Linked DNA regions of Hordeum vulgare: region 1 is linked to region 2. Evidence: chromatin contacts called from public Hi-C data. All regions are on one chromosome and are shown on one strand. Each heading gives the region's core, a stretch centred on a gene start, on an enhancer-like site or on the middle of the called end of the contact. The rest is flanking DNA. Distances are from core to core; before and after follow the strand shown.

Region 1 (7,098 bases), core at 4,385-6,884, 250 kb before region 2:
TGATCGTCCCGTCGGAAAGCGATCCATGAAGGAATTTTCCAAAGCCCTCCAGGAACAAAGTCGTTCATCACCAAATTCATCATAGAGCTGGATATCTTGCAGGAGGGGCAAGGGGTGGGTCAAGCTAGAGGCCTCACAACGTCATCCTTGACAGATAGACCCAAAGCACCATCACAGGGGTAAGCGAAGATTCATGTCAACATAGGAATCTGGAATGGAACAGGTGGAGCAGCAGCAGCTGTATGCAAAAATAGAGATGGCTTGTTCTTGGGAAGTTCGTCCCTAGTTATTGGGGGTGTGGATGATTTTGCAACGGTGGAGGCAATAGCATGTCGAGAAGCTCTGGCTTTTGCGAAGCTAATTTCATTGTTGCATCGGATTCCAAACAAGTTGTTATGGAAATCAACAACAATGGCCGTTGGACGTATGGAGCTATCATTAGTGAGATACCAGCTAGAGCATCTTTAGTCAATGTAAATTTACTTTTGAGGGTCGTGCTGTTAATTGTGCAGCACATAGTTTAGCTAAGCATGCACTATCGTTGGGTCTGGGACATTATGTCTGGTTTGGCCAATCTCATGACCCCGTTTGTATCCCACAACTTGTGGTTTTCGAGGAATAAATTTTGATTTCCCCCTAAAAAAATCTACATGCGATGCCCCCACCACCTCCCTCTCTCGTTGTCTGCGATGCCGCAGCTTCTGGGTGACGTTCTCCGCCTTGCAAGACGCGGTGGAGGAAGGGACGCCGACGAACGAGACGGATTGCGTCTCCATTGCGGCGGTCGGGGACCGACTGAATGACATCATGATAGCGGATCAGGATCGATGGTGAGGATGGGGAGCAAGGATGGCGGGCGTCGAGGGCTCAGACGCGAGTAATGTTGCAGGGCAACGGGAGGAGAAGAAAGGGTTTAGAGGATTTGATGCAATTTGCGGCAATGCTAGGTTGTCGGGTCTGACGTGGCGGACGTGTCCGGACACGCTAGGACGCATTCGAATACCTTCATATCCGTCTCATATTTAGGCTAGATATGAGAGGTGCCGATTAGTTCGGGCATTTGAGCTACGTTTAAAAAGCCCGTATGAACTTAAATTTCGTGATCGCTCGCTCTGTGAGGACGTATGAGGCGGGTTAGGACGCCCGGCTGTGCATGCTCTCATTCCCTTACCTTCGAATCCAACATAAAAAATATGGTAAAGGATATTAAAAAGAAAGCATCCTTCGATCCGTTTCTCAGGCCGGGAGCACAACACATGGCGCATGGGCCACGGCGCAGCGTCATCTCCCCAGAGGCCCCCGGGCCCGCCTTCTCGCGTTACGCGCGCAGCGCGGGATCCAACGAAAACTCCCTCACCTCACGCCCTCCGCTCCCGCCGCGCATGCCACGGCACGGCACGGCACGGCCCCCCTCCGCGGCGCTCCCACGGCAGCGCAAACGGCGGATCCGCGCGCACGCACCCCCACCGCCACCGCCATTGTTGCTTGCGTCCGCGTACGACGTGCCGCGCCGCACGGACCTCCAGTCCACGGATCGGGCCGTTGCTACCGCCTGCCCTACGCGCGCGCTAGGGTCCTCCAACCCCAACCCCTCTCTGCTCTGCGCACGTCCCCCACGAGGGAGCGGTGCCGCCGCCGCCGCCGGGGACCGGCGTCGCGCGTGCCCGTCGCCACCGACCGGCCCAGAATTGATCTCACGCACGCATGTCGAGTTACGAGATACAGCAGAGAACCACACACTACTGCCACGCTACACCCGGATCATCGGCAGCTAATCATAACGAACGTGGCAAAATGTATCGGGGTCAATCTGCTTAAAGGATATTATACACTAAGTATCAAAACTCTGCTCACACGTAGGTTATCCACTCGGGGATGGATGGATGGATCGAGGGGGAGGACTACGTAGACACGACAGCCTAAGCACGTAGAAACGGCAAGGAAGCTTCAGAAAGTGATGCCGGAGGGGACCTAGCCCTCGTTGAGGCCTTGTTTGGTACTAGTGTATTTTAGGGAATTTATGAAGATTATCCCGGTCAAACCCCTAAATTACCACACATCCTATAACATTATTTGGTTCTAGTGTATTTGACATGTTTTATCCCCACATTTCCTCTCAAATCCCTAAATTATAGTGCATTTTTCTTAATACCCAATACATTACCCCTACCTAGTGTATTGGGGATAAATGGAGATTTGAAGGGATTGGGTAAAGGTTGGGGTTTCATCCAATCCTTAGAGGATTATCCCCGTCAATTTCCTCAAAACACTAGTACCAAACAATGCCTGAGGATCGGGGATTTAGCCGCCCGCGGAAGCACTCTGACCTTTTCCATTCGATGGGACGGGATGCCTCGAATCCACTATGGCTGCGCGAGACACGACTAATCGCGGCAACCCTAATCATTCCAAGAGATTGGATCGCACGACTTAACCACGCAATCATCCCAAGCACATTAGAACTGCATATACAATGACGATGTAGTACTAGTATATAGATATACAACACATGTTTAATTTCATAGACCGGGTGCTCGTTCGTTGCCGGGAAATGCAGGGCGGTAATGCCCGAACGTGTGCTACTACTACTACTTCCTAGACAAGTTTATGAAACCAACTTGTATTAGAAAAAATCTTGTATGTATGTGCTTGTTGCCCGGAAAGAGGCATGCTGAGCAGTAATGCATGCATGTAAGATTATAGATTTTAGTTCATCCATCCTCAAGTGCAACTTGTCTTAGAAAAAAGAAGAGGTTCATAAACAAGTGAAGCATAACCACTTAACCAGGACGTGTGTATGTGATTTGATTAATCTAAGTAAAAAAGTCAAAGTATTGTACCCCCCCCTGCGCGTCCCTCGTGTCAACCGTCAACACGCGGTCACCGTGGCGTGTTTGATCGGCAAAGCTCAAACAAACGGGTAAAGAAAGAGAACTGCTCCGATGGACGGAAGAAACTTCGAAACGACAAGCTACCGGTAAACTTTTCACCCTGTCATCGCAGTGTTTGAAGCTCGGAAACAAACTGGTTCGGAATTTCGAATTTTTAGGCTTGGGATTTGGGAAGAGGCGATGCTTCAAGGCACTGGAACTTGTGACACGCCTTTGGCCAGCTGCAGGTGCCGAGTCTAGTTTAGTTGCTTTCCTCACGCGGCCGGGTGGGGTATGCAGATGCGGAAAGGGGTTCTAAACCAACTCTTTGTCAGCAGAAACCAACTCTTTGCCGAGAAAGCGCAGAGGTTGTCGCTTGCACACTTGGTTTTTCTGGTCAATCCACGGTTGAATATTTGTTTTCGAACAAAGATAGGCCGGCCTCTGTCAGTCGTTCGGCGCAAGCGCATTTGGTGTGTCCTTGCTTGTTACTCCTTTTCTCCATTGTCCAATGTGGTTCACGACTTCCGGCTGCAGAACTAACTCGGTCGTAATTTCTTGTCTAATCATATGTACAGTCAGTCAGTCAGTCAGAAACAAAGTTCAACTGATCATATTCATATATGCCTGAAGAAGCAGAGTTCAACTGAAAACGCTGTTTGGAACCATAATAGGTTATGATAATCTGGACTATGAAGATAGATTATATAATCTGGTTTATAAAAATAATCTAGATGGACATGTTTGGAGGCCAGATTATATAAACTGTAATACAGGTTTTACATTGCATAATAACCTGCCCTCAGTTTTTCTTTTTTTTTGAAAAAAGAGAAGGGTGGCGGTGGTAGGAATGTAATTATCTCCAACTTTATAAGGGTAATGGATCATTAGCAATTCATAATCTGATTTTAACTGATATAGGGTAGATTATGAGTTTTTAATAATCTATCCATCTTGTTTTTATAATCTACACCATAAGATGTCCTGTTTGAAAACATAATAGATTATAAAAACTGAATTATATAATCTGAATGGTTCCAAACAGGGCCTAAATCTGTTTCAACCCGGTATGTACGAGCAAAGCTTATCAATTTCATCAACCAACGTCAATAACCAATCAGTGGCACCAATGCGAAACATCCCTTTGTTTACATCAGAATTGCTGGCCAAAATCCTTGGCGGAAAGAGAGAAAGACAAAAGAAATTGAAGCAAGGGAAGAAGAAAGAATGAACACATGTATGTATGGACTCTCCGGTGATCGGCGAGGCGAGCCAATGCGTCAGAGAGCCACGCCGGATGGATCAGTTCGACGACGGAGGCGGCGTCTTGGGCGGGCGCCCGGCGCCGAGGCCCTGCTCGATGTCGCGCGGGCTGGAGGAGGACGTTGCGCCCACCACGGCCTGCTTGCCCCTGCTCAGGAGCCGGCGGAGCGAGCGGAGCCGGGCGGACATCGGGGATCGGAGGTCGCTCGCCGGCAGCGGCGTGGCCGGGGACGAGGCCGCGCCCACCGCCGTTGCCCGGGATGGGATATCGATCACCAGGTTCTCCTTCCTGCGCCCGGAGGCGGAGGAGCTGGTGGAGGCGGCGGCGATCGGGGGCGTTGGGGCTGGCGGCGGCGGCGGCGGCATCCCCCCGAGGCCGCCGTTGGTGACGTCGTCGTGGGTGCCCCAGAAGAGGACGTTGGTGGGGAACTCCGGCGTGGCGTGGTCCTCGCGCGGCAGGCGGGGGAGCCCGTCGGCGGCGTCGGGGCCGACGGGGGCGCGGCAGAGCGGGCAGGTGTCGTGGGAGTGGAACCACATGTCGATGCAGTCGACGTGGAAGCGGTGGGCGCACTTGGGCAGCGTCCGCACCTTCTCGCCGTCGGCCACCTCCGAGAGGCACACGGCGCACTCGAGCGCGTCGCGGCCGCTCCTCCTCCCCTGGCCTCCGGGGGTCTTGGGCGAGGCGCCGCCGCCGTAGACGGCGACGGGGAGGGACGATAGGACGGAGGCCGGCAGGCCGCGGCGCGGGAACGGGGAGTCGCCGACGAAGATGAAGCGCGAGGAGGCCGTTCCGGCGCCGTGGAGCATGGGGTTGGCCCCCAGGAAGCGCTTGGCGTAGAGGTAGAGGAGGAAGACGAAGACGACCACCATGAAGAGGAAGATCACCGCCGCCAGCAGCACCCCGTTGCTGATGGCCAGCTGCGCCGGCGCGCCCGCCGTCGCCGCGTCCGCCGCCGCTCCAGACACCGTCGGAGGCGAAGACATCCTGCCCGTCTCAACAACAAGTGATTCCCGTTTCCCGGCGAAGATGGCTGGGTGACGACGCTCTGGCAACGGAGAGAGGAGGAAGAAGGGGAGAGGAGAGGAGCAAGCAATGGAGGAGGCCGCCCGTGGTGGCACGGTATTTGAAGGCTGCTAGCTGATCCCCGTGGTGGGATCTTCTGCGGCTGGGCCGTGTGTTCCTCTGGTTGGTGAAGGGCCGTGGTGGCGTAGAGGATCCTGTGGAGGGGGCTGGGAATGAGGAGGGGAGGTGGACTTTGTCAAGTTGTGGGGTCGCGGGGTTTGACTGGGCCGTTTCGACGGTGGCCTTCTGTTCTCGCCGGCGGCCTCCGGGAAGCATCCAACTGGCGGGCGCGCGGGCAGCCGCCGCCGCCGCAGTAAGGGCAGTGCAGGAAACTGGGTATATTTCGCCGGCGACTGACTGACCTGACCTCGCCGGTCACGGTCAATGTGGCTTCCACCATCGCCTTCCTGCGAATGTACAAAGCCATTGCACATCTTTTGCACGGGCCGTCCGTGTGTACTCCCTCCGTACCTAAATATAAGTCTTTTAAGATATTTTACTAGGTGTCTACATACGAAGCAAAATGAGTGAGTCTATACCCTAATATATATCTATATACATCCATATGTAGTCCACTAATGAAACTCTTAGAAAGACTTATATTTAGGAACGAAGGGAGTATATATATACTCCCTCCGCCCTAAAATTCTTATCTTAAATTTGTCTAAAAATAGATGTATCAAAATATGAAAACGTAACTAGATACATTTATATCTAGACAATTCTAAGACAAGAATTTTGGGACGGAGTAGTATATATATAGACTACAATAAGCATATCAAAATCTTAGTCAAACAGTCAGTTAAGTGTATACGTTTTGGAATTCATCTCGGCATGCGTCAGATATGAGCTATGCACGCTCGGCCGTGTGCCGACTAAGAACTAACTCAAGCCAAGAGCATCAAATCTTATGTTCGAGTCTTTTTTTTTCAAGGTAAAAGGGCTGCCATTTTTATTAATTAAGGAAAATGCTTTTAGAAATTCTAGTATACTGCATTTCATGGAGCGATGTACATATGTTGTGTTGATGCCGAAATGGCTTGTGCAGTGAAAGCGTGCGTCGTGTGGTTGAGTCGTCACGCTGCAGCACAACCTTTTAGGGTAAGTTACCGTAGGCCGTAGCTGAAGGCAGGGATAAAAGCCTACTCTTTTGACAATGAGTACCTTTAAAATTGCATAACCGTTTTTCGTAAATAATAATAATTTGCATAGCCGTTATCCTCATAATAGACTTATGTGCATGTTATCCTGTATTAAACAAACAATCCCTTTGTATCATAATATTTATTGTGTTTAATTCTTCTCAACAATAAGTATCTAAAAACAGAGGAAGTATCATTTATTCATGTGTTTAAAATTACGGAAAGAAGGCTTGCAGCATCTCAGAAGACATGTGAACCATAGTTACAATATCATGAGGTTGTAACAGCCGAACATGTCTGCCATGTGCTAGATTGAAACAACAAATATTTCAGAAATACTCAGCTAAATGTTCGGTTGTTCTTCCCAACAACAAGTATTTAGAAACAAATGGAATACTATTTACGGAAGTATGTTTTATACTCTGTAGAACTAGCTTGAGATCTTATTTTAGCGTTGTATTGCATTAACTAACAGTGGAATTTTCTTTTTTGAGAATTAGTCCATTTCGAAGAACCTAAGTTTCCCATCAACTCAATATCAAAATATCCATGGCAAAGCCTGGATGGTGAGAAAACATTTGTCATAGATGGAAATGCTTATCAATTTGTAAGATACACGGGACAACAAACACTCTTTAGGCATACACTTACCTTTTGTTGGGTTTTTGCTAATGTTAAGTTTGTGCATTGTCCTAATATGGTGGTGCACATTTTGGCTAGTAATAGTAATTGCACCGGAGAAAATGACAATGTCTTGCAT
Region 2 (7,421 bases), core at 4,712-7,211:
AACAGGGGATACACCCCGGTCACTTTTGTATGAATATCAAGTAACTCGCATATCACACACCTGATAACTAATATAACCCAGTCTTGATAACTTTGGCGTGGCAGGGGGTTGATGAAATATCCCCCCGTAACTTTGGTGTGAATATCATGGTAACTCACACATCCGTGACCTCAAAACTTATGCACCCCGGTCCTGGTAACTTTGACGAAGAGAGGTGATGAAATATACCCCCGATAACTTTTATGTGAATATCATGGTAACTCACACATCACTGACAACTTATGTACCTCGGTCTTGGTAAATTTGGTGACCGGGTGGAGGAAGGTACGTTGATGAAATACCCACGGTTAATTTTTATGTGAATAGCTTGATAACTCACACATCCCATACTTGATAATTTTGGGAGAAAAAGATGTTGGAATAAATCTTGATGCTAGCAGCTCCCATACTTGTAGTTTTATAACCTAAAAAATCATGCTAAAGCTGAGAATTGAACTCAAGAGTTCAATATTGAGATCTTAACACACTAGCCAACTCACCCACTACATGGCTCCTCACAAGTTCAAATAAAATACCACCTTTTTAACCATCCAAGGTGAAAAAGTTGTTGAAATATACCCCTGATAACTTCTGCGTAAATAAGATGATAACTTACTATAACTAACCTGATAACTTACATATAGACATACTGATAACTTTTCACCTTGGGCAAAAAGTTTTAGAAACATTCCCTCATAACCTAATGAAAATAGCATGGTAATTTATGCATCAGACATCCAATAACTTACATACAACACACTGATAACTTTTTACCCGTGGAAAAAACGTTACTGCAACATGCCCCGGTAACATCTGCGTAAATAGCATGGTCATTTATGCACCGAGGACCTCATAACTTATGTTCAACCACCATGTTAACTTTGACTTCGAGGAAAAAAAACATTGAAATATAACTCCTCCGATAACTTTTATGTAAATTTATGATAAATTTATGCATCACAGACCTTATATCTTACGCTTAAACACCATGGATTTTTCATCTAAGGAAAAAAAGGTTTTTAAAATATTTCACCGATAATTTCTGTGTTAAATTATCATACTGCCCCATGCTTTAACCTTCCCGTATTGTAGTTATGAGCCTTATCATGGTATAGGTATCATGTTGCTCATACTATATTTATCACGCTGGTCATGCCAAAGTTATCAAGTCAATCTTTATTATTTTTTCTAATATGACAGAAATAAGAAAGGTTCAAATAACATTGCTTATCTACAATAGAGAACATGAAAAGATGGCTTAGTTGGTTATTAGGCTTTATAGCTATTGCATAGATCTGGGTTCAAATGTTCTTTCAAGCAATTTTATTTTATTTTCATATTATGCAGCAAAAAACAGAAAAAGAAAAAACTAGCAATTCACTATGGTTTTTAGAGAAGGAAAAAAATCAGTGCAAGCAAGCATGAGATGATAACGGTCACAAATCGTGCGGATCTGTCCTAACCTCCAGTCAAGTGAAAGTTAGCACTGTCCACTCAGCCATCTTTCTCCACACAAAAAATCAGTTTGTTTTTTTAGAACTATTCTAGTATTGTTTTTGAATTTATTATCCACCGGGTGCATGAGCCTGAGCTCATAATTGAAAATTCGTTTTCGATCTGTACTATTTTTCAATTTTATTGTTCATATGGTTGCATTTGAGTTCGATAGCAGGAACTCCACGTCCATCACAACGGTGCATCATGGCACCCACGCAGCACCAAGACCAGGCTCCCATAGCAGTAACAGGCTGTGCTACGCAAGAAAAGAGCAGCAATGAAACATGAGGAGGACATATATTATGCTCCCTCTGTTTCAAAATAAATGACTCAACTTTATACTATCGAATTAACATATGCGATGCAGCAAACAGTGCGAGAGAAGAAAATGGCATCGTCGTCATCGTCATCCTTCCTTCCTTCCAGTTTGACATTTCAAACTTCGTACCATCCACAGTAACATATGATGCAGAAAACGCCTCAAAAGTTTCTATTGGACAAGGAAAGAAGGCAGAGCAACAAACAACAATCCCCTAGAAGAAGGCCCCAGTGGCAGACACACAGGGAGCTAACGTCGCGCTATCTAGTTATAGACCATGTACTTCGGCGTGGCGCTGAACTTTTGATAACCTTTAATGACCTTGTTGACTGCGTCCAAGAAATCCTTCTCCGTGACAGTTTTCCTCCGCGCGCGGATAGCGTACATGCCAGCCTCTGTGCACACACTCCGGATATCGGCACCTGTTGCGACACACAAAGAGACAGACAGGGATACATGAGAAGACTGTTGCTCATGACACACAAGGCATGGGATCAGATCATGTGGGACTCGTGCCATGCCAGAATACTAGACTCTTACCAGTGGAGTTGGGGCAGAGGCGAGCCAGCAGCTCAAACCGGATGTCCCGCTCGCAGTTCATCGCGCGGGTGTGGATCTTGAAGATCTGGGTGCGGCCCTCCAGATCAGGCAAGCCAAACTCGACCTTCCTGTCCAACCGCCCTGGACGCAACAGTGCCGGGTCCAACGTATCAGGCCTGTTGGTAGCCATGAGGACCTTGATGTTTCCTCTCGCATCAAAACCATCCAGCTGATTGACAATCTCGAGCATGGTGCGCTGGACCTCGTTGTCACCACCAGCACCGTCGTCAAAGCGAGCACCACCAATGGCATCAACCTCGTCAAAGAAGACAATGCATGCCTTCTTTGACCGAGCCATCTGGAAGAGTTCACGAACCATCCTTGCCCCTTCACCAACATACTTCTGAACTAACTCGCTTCCTATCACGCGGATAAAACATGCGTCTGTGCGATTAGCCACTGCCCTGGCAAGAAGTGTCTTTCCAGTTCCTGGAGGGCCATAGCAAAGTACTCCCTTTGGAGGATCAATACCCAGCTTGACAAACTTCTCGGGATGGAGCATAGGAAGCTCCACAACCTCCCGCATCTTCTCAATCTGATCCTTACAGCCACCAACATCATTATATGTCACATCCGGCTTTTCTTCAACTGTCATCATTGTAACACTAGGATCAATCTTGGGTGGCAAAGGGATTTGTATCTGGTACTTGTTTCGATCAACCCTGCATAATACACAGGAGGAGAATCAACATATAATGCAACTAATTCAAAAACAAGTCAAGCACAATAAGATGTATTATGCAACAAACTTTGGTGATCCTATATATGAACCAATAAGAATAGAACGAGCGTAAAGCACGACAATGGTACATAACACCAGTTACGAATCATACATTTCTGGAAGAATGTATGGCTATCTTATGTGTCTCACCTTGTGCTCAAGCATCCTACCCTAAACATATGCACTCATACAAACAGCCTCAGACTAAAACATAGCCAATTTTAGTGGCCTTATGTTGCCATGTTATACACAGATATACAGACCAACATATGCAATTACGCTCTCAAGTTGTAAAAGGAAAACGTACAGAAACATACTATTGCCCCCGCTCCTTGCTGCTAGAAGAGAAAACGCAAAACTTGTTGCTGGCTTTTTTAGTGTGGCATGCCAAATCCTAGTGCTGAATAACATCTACAGTTCAGTTTGAGATTTATGTTAAAGATGCTCAGTGAGAAGTAGTACTTGTCTTTTTTACATACCAGTGCTGTTAGCCTTACCCTTAAATCTATTATCATTACTAGGAAAAGGACCCGTGCGTTGCAACGGGAAAAAGCAATACCACACACTCTTAATTTATAAAAAGTGGTCTAAAATTTGAGTATTTGTAGCTACGACCCGAACAAAGACGATTTTAGCCTACAAAAACGCAGTTCAAGATTTCACAGGTCTTCCTTTTAAATAAGCTTGCATGTAGATTTAATACGTAGAAAGAAACGGTCAAATGATCTTCAATTTCGTCTCTAATCCTGATTTTGCCGAGATGTTCATCCACAATCCAAATCAGTACCAGTATGAAAGGAAGACGGATAATGCATTATTGATTAAGATTGCATCCTAGATAATATTTTTAAAATGATTAATAGGTAAAATAACATCATATTCACATTCTACATATTTTTCTAATCTAAATCCATATATAACATGTTAAATTTGGAGTTGCGGTTTAGAAGATATGAGTATTTTTAAAAAAATATGCATATTCAAATTCTACATATTTTTCTAATCAAAATCCATATATAACATGTTAAATTTGGAGTTGCGGTTTAGAAGATATGAGTATTTTTTAAAATATTTAATATGTATTATAGATTTAATGTAAAAAACATCAGGGGGTTTTCCATAAAATAACATGACGGACTAAGAATACCTATTTCTTTTATTAGTAGGTATAGATTATTCAGTCTTGTTAAAAATCAAACTGCTCAGAATCTATATGTCAACTGAAAAGTGTCGACACAAAGCACAACATAATATGAACCCTTGCTGTAAAAAAACATAATATGAACCCTTGCAGCAATAGAACCACAGCACCTGTTGCATTATCAGGATGTGGCTTAGCACTCAAAACTATTGTTATTAACAACTTAATTCCAGATTTCCACTAAAAAGGAGTTCGCCCTTACAGCTAAGGGTAGGTGTTGACACGAAGCATAAATCAGGTACAGAAAGTTTTCTGAAAGCAGCCAAATGGAAGATGCCATATAAGTACTCATTAGAGAGAACAGACAACTTACCCAACTCTCATCCCTTCCTCGATATCAGTGGGGGAAACTTTATCACCTAAGCCGACCACAAACTGCAATATCCCCAAAGTAAACATCATCAATATTCAACCTCCAGAAGATATGACTGGCCTAAGATGGCAGAACACTGACATACCTTTGCGATTTGTTTAACATTGATGACATATTTGGCATCATCAGTATTGGGACTTATAATCTTCGTGCATCTAGCAACCTTCACAACAGATTTTATTTGACTATTAATAATTCACAGTGGAGGAGATGATAAAGCACAAAGGTCACAACAAAACCACTAATTCTATGCATTCTGCGGAAGGTTAAAGCGGACATCATGCTAATTCACCTGCAGTGGCTGCTCCTCTTGCATCATCTGTTTATCTGATACAAGATCCCACTGACTTGGTGGAGCCAATCCAGTATCAGACTCCTTTATCCCTGCAATCAAATTAAACGTGAAATGAGCTAGATCCAATGCAACAAGGTGGAATCGCCAAGAGGCACTTAGAACCGGAAAACTGGTACAGGCAGCAATCAGACTAGCCAAAACCGGTGAGAACTTGGGAATGCAATTGTATATGTTTGATCATCCTATTCCTAACCCTAGTCCCAGGATCAAGGGGTGGTCTGGTCACTGGTCAGAGGACATCGATGTGGACGCACGTACCGCACAGGTCGTTGATCTTCTTGGCCATCTCCTTTATATCCTTCTCGACCTTCTTGATGCTGTTCGAGTAGGGTCCAAGCCCCTGTAGAAAGCAAGCCATCCATCCAAACATTAGAAAATTGCACCCAAATCGACATGGTACAATTCAACAAGCAGCACATGCATCTCGCTGTACAGCACGAGAATCCAAACCAGACATTCTTCTCCCGTGTTTAAAAAAAAAATCCACCTCCCCGCACAGAAATCGCAACGACACGAGCCGCAGGGCCAACAGTTTCCGCCGAATACACACGGCAGAGTCGAAAACCCTAGATCTACGCCGAGCAGCAGCCCAACGCTGAAAAGCCGAACCCTTGGCGCCGAGGGCTCCGGCCTAGACGCGCGGGACAGATCGGTCCGGTGTGGGGGGAGGGAGGGAGGCGCTTACGTAGGTCTTGAGGAGGGCGATGTCGTCCTCGTCGAGAGGCCTGGGGTTCTTCTCGCTCATGAGATCGTCTTCTGGCTCCGGCGCCATCGCGTTGGCTCCTGTTCCTCCTCCGGCGACGGCGAGCGGCGGCGGGGTCGGTCTGTCGAGTGCTGCTCAGTTATATGACGGGCGTTCGTTTTTCCCTTCTCCTACTCTCAGTCCCTTTCTTCGCAAAGCTGTCCAAACGGGTCGGCCCAGCACGGGACGGCCCGCCAGGGCACGATTAATAGCCTGGCCGTGCCGTGACGGCCCACGGGCTGCACGCAGCAGCCCAAGCACGCGGCACGGGAGGTAAATGGCCCGGCCCGCGGCACGCTTAGTGGCTGTTCGACAACGCTTCTGAAGCGGAGCGTGCGGAGCGCACTTTAACCAGCTCCTCGGTCCTGAGTTTTCCGAGGCCCGGCGCGAACTTGAAAACTGGGCCTATAAAGACATACATAGTGAATAATTTCATTTGAACAGAATTATATCACAAAATTTTATGTGATTTCAACAACTAAATAATGGTACTAAGAATTTATTAGCAAATACGGTCGCATAATACACAATGGACATGGACATGGACATGGTAAAATTCTTGACAAACAACGGATTAGGTTATAGTATACTGGAAAGGAGGGAGGACACCTGAATCGTTGGAAGAGCCAAAATTAAATTAGCAATACAGAGATCAAATAGAAAACAGACTGAACAAATGTAGGGAGCTCATAGGATGGGTGTACTTATATATATGGAGGGAGCTGTAGAAAAAAAAAGAGAAATCCATAAGGTACTGGTAACGATGAAAAAATTACGGGTAATCAAAGGAACCAGTCATAATCAGGGCTAGGTGCTTCGAAAAAGGAGCATAACGGAGAACGAGAAGAGAGACGAGGGGAGAAGAAACAGCGCCTGTGGCTGGTTATTAGGAGGGTGTTTGGATACGTTTTAGTCACATGACTAAAAGTAGTGGGACTAAAACTTGCTAGCCTCACTCATGTTTGAATCCAAATACTAAAGAGACTAAAATCAAGTTAATGAGCATTTATTATCCTTCAAACCCTCCAATCCAGAACTTGCATGTGTTAAAGGAGAGGAGTTAAATAAGGAGAGAGATGACTAATCCACATTTAGTAGGGGTACCCCTGACTAAAAAAATTCAGTCTCAAGACTATTTTAGCCCCTCTTTAGTGAGGGGTACTTGAAACTTTAGCCTTTTAAAGAGACTATTTTTAGTCAGGCTAGTTTTAATCCCTTGGATCCAAACATCCTCTAGATCGATGAAACTTGAAGCTGGCTACTCTCACGATCCATGTGCTGAGTATGGTAGTACTTCTATTCTACTGAGAAGAAATGATTGGTTGAGCAATAAAACAATGGGTTGTATAGTATATCATACGTAGTTACGTATCACACAAGTTGGGGCCCCTCATTAGGCTGGGCCCTAGGGCGTCGCACTTCTTGTCCCTCCCCAGGGCCGGCCCTGGCTCCATAAACTGTAACTGAACGTCACTCCACTCCGGCGCGGAGTCGCCAAGCGGAGGGAATTCGAACGCGGCCTGAGGCACATGCGGGCACGTTTTATTTTCATGAATACCTTAGAAAAATAGGAG

What was found. A called contact is a pair of places that touch in the nucleus more often than the background predicts.
Region 1: a contact with region 2 is called in a Hi-C map of leaf, with 5 times the contacts expected there. The contact joins the promoter of LOC123410299 here to the promoter of LOC123407848 in region 2. A contact is called at or near these places in 3 of 6 Hi-C or Micro-C datasets (all in leaf) and 1 of 1 datasets of contacts at active chromatin or transcription factors (embryo).

Annotation. Positions count from the first base shown.
Region 1 is chr7H:64,855,848-64,862,945 of MorexV3_pseudomolecules_assembly, reverse strand. It overlaps LOC123410299 (RING-H2 finger protein ATL3-like), which reads right to left and starts at 5,634. Exons shown (of 1, transcript XM_045103219.1): 1 at 3,962-5,634. The coding sequence starts at 5,117. The coding sequence ends at 4,173.
Region 2 is chr7H:64,609,050-64,616,470 of MorexV3_pseudomolecules_assembly, reverse strand. It overlaps LOC123407848 (26S proteasome regulatory subunit 7A), which reads right to left and starts at 5,961. Exons shown (of 7, transcript XM_045101077.1): 1 at 5,791-5,961; 2 at 5,364-5,445; 3 at 5,043-5,134; 4 at 4,836-4,913; 5 at 4,691-4,752; 6 at 2,396-3,117; 7 at 1,851-2,277. The coding sequence starts at 5,877. The coding sequence ends at 2,120.